2 separate regions of the Ovis aries genome follow, and region 1 is linked to region 2. A link is a contact called in public Hi-C data. All regions are on one chromosome and are shown on one strand. Each heading gives the region's core, a stretch centred on a gene start, on an enhancer-like site or on the middle of the called end of the contact. The rest is flanking DNA. Distances are from core to core; before and after follow the strand shown. Region 1 overlaps CDH20 (cadherin 20). Region 2 has its middle 13 kb from the start of CDH20.

The links. Hi-C and Micro-C count contacts between places; a contact is called where the count stands out from the background.
Region 1: a Hi-C map of hypothalamus shows a contact between it and region 2, with 5 times the contacts expected there. The contact joins two enhancer-like sites. A contact is called at or near these places in 3 of 16 Hi-C or Micro-C datasets (hypothalamus, muscle and tail adipose tissue).

The regions. Positions count from the first base shown.
Region 1 is chr23:60,375,914-60,378,613 of ARS-UI_Ramb_v3.0, forward strand. It overlaps CDH20 (cadherin 20), which reads left to right. Exons shown (of 12, transcript XM_027960778.3): 5 at 1,940-2,107. Among named protein-coding and RNA genes, the nearest start is that of TRNAC-ACA, 140 kb to the left of the region's middle. Within about 2 kb of position 1,353, at least 7 of the 54 cell types and tissues checked have an H3K27ac peak or open chromatin away from gene starts, as enhancers often do. A contact at or near this core is called in hypothalamus, where this site is marked.
Region 2 is chr23:60,185,644-60,188,343 of ARS-UI_Ramb_v3.0, forward strand. No RefSeq gene overlaps it. Among named protein-coding and RNA genes, the nearest start is that of CDH20, 13 kb to the right of the region's middle. Within about 2 kb of position 1,283, at least 2 of the 54 cell types and tissues checked have an H3K27ac peak or open chromatin away from gene starts, as enhancers often do. A contact at or near this core is called in hypothalamus, where this site is marked.

The DNA.
Region 1 (2,700 bases), core at 103-2,602, 190 kb after region 2:
GCTATTAATATATAATATCATTCCATATTGTTATCTTGCACTTGTGCCAGACTCTCTCCCTTTTAAAATACATTCAGAGATCTCACCATATTCGAGAGTCCCAACAATCTTGTAAACTTGTAAAATATATGGAAGCATTATTACTTCATTTTACATACGGGAAAATTAACATACGGACCTAAGAGTAATTCACAAAAAAACTTGAGTCAAGAAACTTACAGCCACAGAGACAAAGTCAAGGCCAAAACTCAAAGTCATCTTTTTACATGAAATAGAAAAAACACATTTTATTAGCAACCTGATAGAATTTTTTCCAGAAGTCCTCAGGGGAACCAGGCATTCAGAAAATTATGTCATAAAAGTAGAGAGTATAAATTAGTAGGAGGAAAGAAAAAAAGGTTCCAGTTAGGGATTTCTATAAAATACTAATTTTCACCATTCTACAAATGGAGGGAGGGACCATGAGGGGCTGCCCACAGGGAGGGAAAATACAGACAGGAAGAGGGTAATATGTCCTTTACATCGTTAAGAGGAAACTTACATTATTTTGACAGCTCCCAAGGGGCATCTATAGTGTTAAGGTGAAAAATACATAAAAAGATAGTTACTGCCATGCCCCGGGGGCATTTATAACAAGAAAACACTGCGCATTTCACTTTAGACTGTTGCTGCTGTGACGCGACATGTACATTACAGGAGTGAGGCTTGTGGTTCCCCATTTCTCCCCTGGCATGCAAAGGTCTGCTGAGCCAAGGGCCAAACGTGCAGTAAACAAGCCTTAATCTTTGCCTAGAGAGCACAGAAGTCAACTTTTCTAAGTGGAAGCGTTACAAGGAAGATCAAACACGCCCACACATCCTTGGCAGGATCCAAACGACACATTTCACAGGATTCTGACTTAGACCCCTCTCCCTAAATGGAAGCTCATTATTATACCCTGATGATACACACCATCTGGGCAAGTTCATCTCTCATGGTGTTAACAATGAACATCTCAGAGCAGCTCCTATGTCTTGAGTCACAGAATGCAGTGAAGCACAGAGGTAGGCAGAGCCTAATAAAACAGACTGAACAGACAACAAAAGGAAGAGCAACTCTGAATTCCACCCCTGCTTCCAGGCCCTGGGGAGGCAGGAGAAAGCAGCCTGGGAATGAGGCTGCTGGAAAGAGACCCTCACACTAGTAGGGCTCCAGCGACTGGAGAGAGAGCTGAAGGAGAAGAATCTAAACTCGCAGACTTGCAGACGATGAGGCTTTGCTTTCCCACCTGAAGCCGTTTGTTGGGTGAGACGGAGCAGCCCTGAAGTCGCTGCAGACCCACAGGTCCCAGGTCTGCTAGAGGGCCTCTGCTGCCACCTCCTGGTCCTTCCCGGGAATGCGCGGTAGGAACCAGCCCGCCAGGCCCGACTCCATGGAGAGGGGTCTCAGCGAGCTCGAGGAGTTGCTGGTGGACAGGGAGGCCTGGCATGCTCTGGTCCATGGGGTCGTGAAGAGTCGGACACGACTGAGCAACTGAACTGAGCTGAAGTCCTTCCGGCTGGAACAATCTTTACTCATTAACCCTCTGATTAAGCACAGCGTTGTTTTTTTTTTTTTAAGCTGGGGATTCCCTGATGGCTCCACTGATAAAGAATCTGTGTGCAATGCAGGAGGGGCCGGTTCGATCCCTGGGTTGGGAATATCCCTTGGACAGGGAAATGGCAGCCCACTCCAGTATTCTTGCCAGGGAAATCCCACGGACACAGGAAACTGGCCGGGTACAGACCATGGGGTCGCAGAAAGTTGGACACGACTGAGCTAAAACGGCATTCTGACCTCAAGTGTAATGAAACAGGTGCCTTGCATCCCTGACAAGGCACAGGGAGGAGCCTAGAGCCCAGTCTTTAAAACAGGACAGGTGGCTCTGCTTTTAAAAACAAAGCCCGTTTCTCTCCTGCAGGTGTGATTAGGACCGCGCTCACGAACATGGATCGAGAGGCCAAGGAGTACTACGAGGTGATCATCCAAGCCAAGGACATGGGAGGGCAGCTCGGAGGGCTGGCGGGCACCACGACTGTCAACATCACCCTCTCGGATGTCAACGATAACCCGCCCCGCTTCCCCCAGAGTGAGTACCCAACCGGCGAGAGTGCCGCTGTCAAGGCAGAGCAGCGGCGACGGAGGCGAAAGACAAAGGCCGCTCTGAGCCCCTCTTGAGTTCAATTATTCCTGGGTTCCTTTTGGGCATTTATCATGCAATCCTCACATCACCATTTCCCTCCTAGGTCCAACTTCCCAGGGCACTAAACCAGCGTTTCTCTGTTTTTCACTATCACCTCCCTCCGGAGCCCTGTTAGACCCTTTTCTTCCTTGAGTGTCATGCCCTGACCGCTCCCCTCATACAGCTAAATATTAAGCAAGAAGATTTTGTTGGGTAGGGATGAACTTTAGATTTGTAATATCTAAGTTTTTTTCACCTCTCTCCAACAAGAATCGATTTTTTGTACCTGTTGAGAATGCACGCAGGGAGACTAAGCCAAAGCTTGAGGTGAACGTAGTGACCCGTCGGATCACTTAACCCCTCGATTCACAGCAGGTACTGAGTGCTTGCTTTGTAAGGGCCCTGGGCATGCGGGGCACAAGATTCTTGAAGCGAAGTCCGTGACCTTGTGAAGCTTAAAGTCCACTTGGGAGAACATATACTTGGCATTCATCAAAATT
Region 2 (2,700 bases), core at 33-2,532:
TTGTTTTCCTCTCCAGTCGAGCACCCCTTCTCTGCTTGCAAATCAGATGGAGTTGCCATTGCTCTACTTCTTTTCTGTATCAGCTTCATCCTATATATAAATCTTCCTTTATTGCTCTTTGATTTCTGTTATTCATGCTCTAATTTCCTCATTGTTTTCCTATACAAATAAATTTCTTCTTTGAAAGCCTTTAATCTCATCCCCTATCTTGCAAACATTCTCTCTCTTGCTGAATGAAGACATTCCCACCCTTCCATGATTTTTTAAACAGAGTTTCAGCTTTTACGTATTCTGAAGTGAGCTTATTCCTCCACCATAGATATTAATTAAATTTTCCTGATTCTTCTAATTAACTTGACTTTTATCTTTTGAAGGACAATGCATTATTCATTCAGAGGTTAGGAAACTTTTTTCCAAAAAACATTTATTTACTGTCTCTGTCTAGTAAACACTGTACTAGATATTTGAGCTAGACAGATGATGGAGAGACCTGTCACATGTACTGCGGAGCTAGATGAGCCAAGAATCAGCTGAATCCAATGAAACATGTACCTCTAGGGAGGCTGGCCCAAGAGGTATCCATTGATAAGGAGTGATCAAAGAGTTCCCCAAATAAAAGGAAGTGAAATGTTGAAAATGGAGCTGAACTCTGCCCATTAGCATACCACAGAGAGAGCAGTAAAGGGGACAGGAGAGGGCAATCATTGGCTTTTTAACTGTATTTCCAAATGTAATTCCAAATTCCAGCCCATTCCTGGCCAGACACGTAATCCTCTTGACAAGTGTTTTCAAACCACGCGTCTGGTTTCTTACTCTGCAAGACCCTGCCCCATTCCACACCTCACCCGGCTCTCCTCCAGCAGACAGCTTCCCGGACTTCCCACCTTGCTGAGTTATTTCTCTTTCAGAAGCCACGAAGGCACGGGTGACTTTTCTTAGTTCCCAGCTTCCTCCTCGCTCCTCCGGTTTCTCTCCTTGATGCTTACCTCAGGGATTGGGGCCCACGCTCTGCCGATTAATCACCGTCCCTGCCTTGGGTCTCCCTGCTGGTGACAGCCACAGGTCTCGCCTCTCCTTTCCCCCTCTGCAGACCCATGGCTTCTAGAGCAGTGGATTCTCAGCTGTTTTGTTCAGCAGGAACTCTCCTACCGGCACTGCCCTGGACAGCTCTTCCGGCCCCTCTCTGTAGTCCTCGCTGCCCTTCGCATGTCTGGCTTCCCTCCCCGTCAACGCCTTGTTAGTTTCCCGTCTTTTCTGCGGCCCCTCATCCTGTCTCGCCTTCCACCTCTAGGTGGCGCAGCTGCATCGGGAAGCGCAGGGGGCAGGAGCTTTAGCCCTTTAAGGTCTCATTCCAGACGGTCCTCCCAGACGGTCCTCCCAAACGGCCGCAGACTCGCCCTTCTTCCTCACACAGACTCTAAGCCTTCCACATAAAGAATCACCACTGGGTCCTTGTTCTCCACACCTGAAAGACTTCTGCTAACAGCATATTTACTGGAATAATTTCTTAAACTGTGCCCATAATCCATTTGTCTTTGGGCTCTGGTAAAACCAGTTAAGCTTGGTAAACCTCACTGTCCTTGTCTGTGGGGATAGGAATAGTAGCTACCTTAAACTGTGATGATGCAAGTTAAATATGTATACAAATGTTAGGCACCGTCTCAGTCCCATAGTAAACAAGAGAAAAACGCCACATCGAGATATTATTAGATGGAGAAACAATAGAAACAGTGAGAGACTTTATTTTCTTGGGCTCCAAAGTCACTGCAGATGGTGATGCAGCCATGAAATTAAAAGACGCTTGCTCCTTGGAAGAAAAGCTATGACCAACCTAGACAGCATATGGAAAAGCAGAGACAGTACTTTGCCGACAAAGGACCATCTAGTCAAGGCTATGGTTTTTCCAGTGGTCATGTATGGATGTGAAAGTTGGACCATAAAGAAAGCTGAGAATCCAAGAGTTGATGCTTCTGAACTGTGGTGTTGGAGAAGACTCTTGAGAGCCCCTTGGACTGCAAGGAGATCCAACCAGTCCATCCTAACGAAAATCAGTCCTGAATATTCATCGGAAGGACTGATGTTGAGGCTGAAACTCCAATACTTTGGCCACCTGATGTGAAGAGCTGACTCATTGGAAAAGACCCTGATGCCGGGAAAGATTGAAGGTGGGAGGAGAAGGGGACGACAGAGGATGAGATGGTTGGATGGCATCACTGACTCAATGGACATGAGTTTGAGTAAACTCTGGGAGTTGGTGATGGACAGGGAGGCTTGGCGTGCTGCAGTCCATGGAGCTGCAAAGAGTCGGACACAACTGAGCGACTGACCTGAACTGAACTGAACTGAGATGTTACTACCATTGGCGCCATCATCAGTTCTGTCGTGTACCAACTGCAGTCCTTCTTTGTTAGGTGAAAATTCCTGGAATGCCATTCTAACTCCATCTTCCCTGAGTTTTGGTTCCCTGTCCCCAAATACTCTTTTTCTTTTCCAAAAATATCTCCATCCCCAAAGAAGCCCCAATTGCTCCTACTGTTTTATTTCTGGAAAGAATGGTGAGAATTTTTAGTCCTAAACATGCTAAGTAAAATCACAACAAATTTCTCCTGAGTCCTGTCCCTTTTTCTCCTATAAGATCTCCAAAATAAATCTATTTTCTTTATTTATCTAAAGTTCACATTGAATTTCTTATGGGGAAAA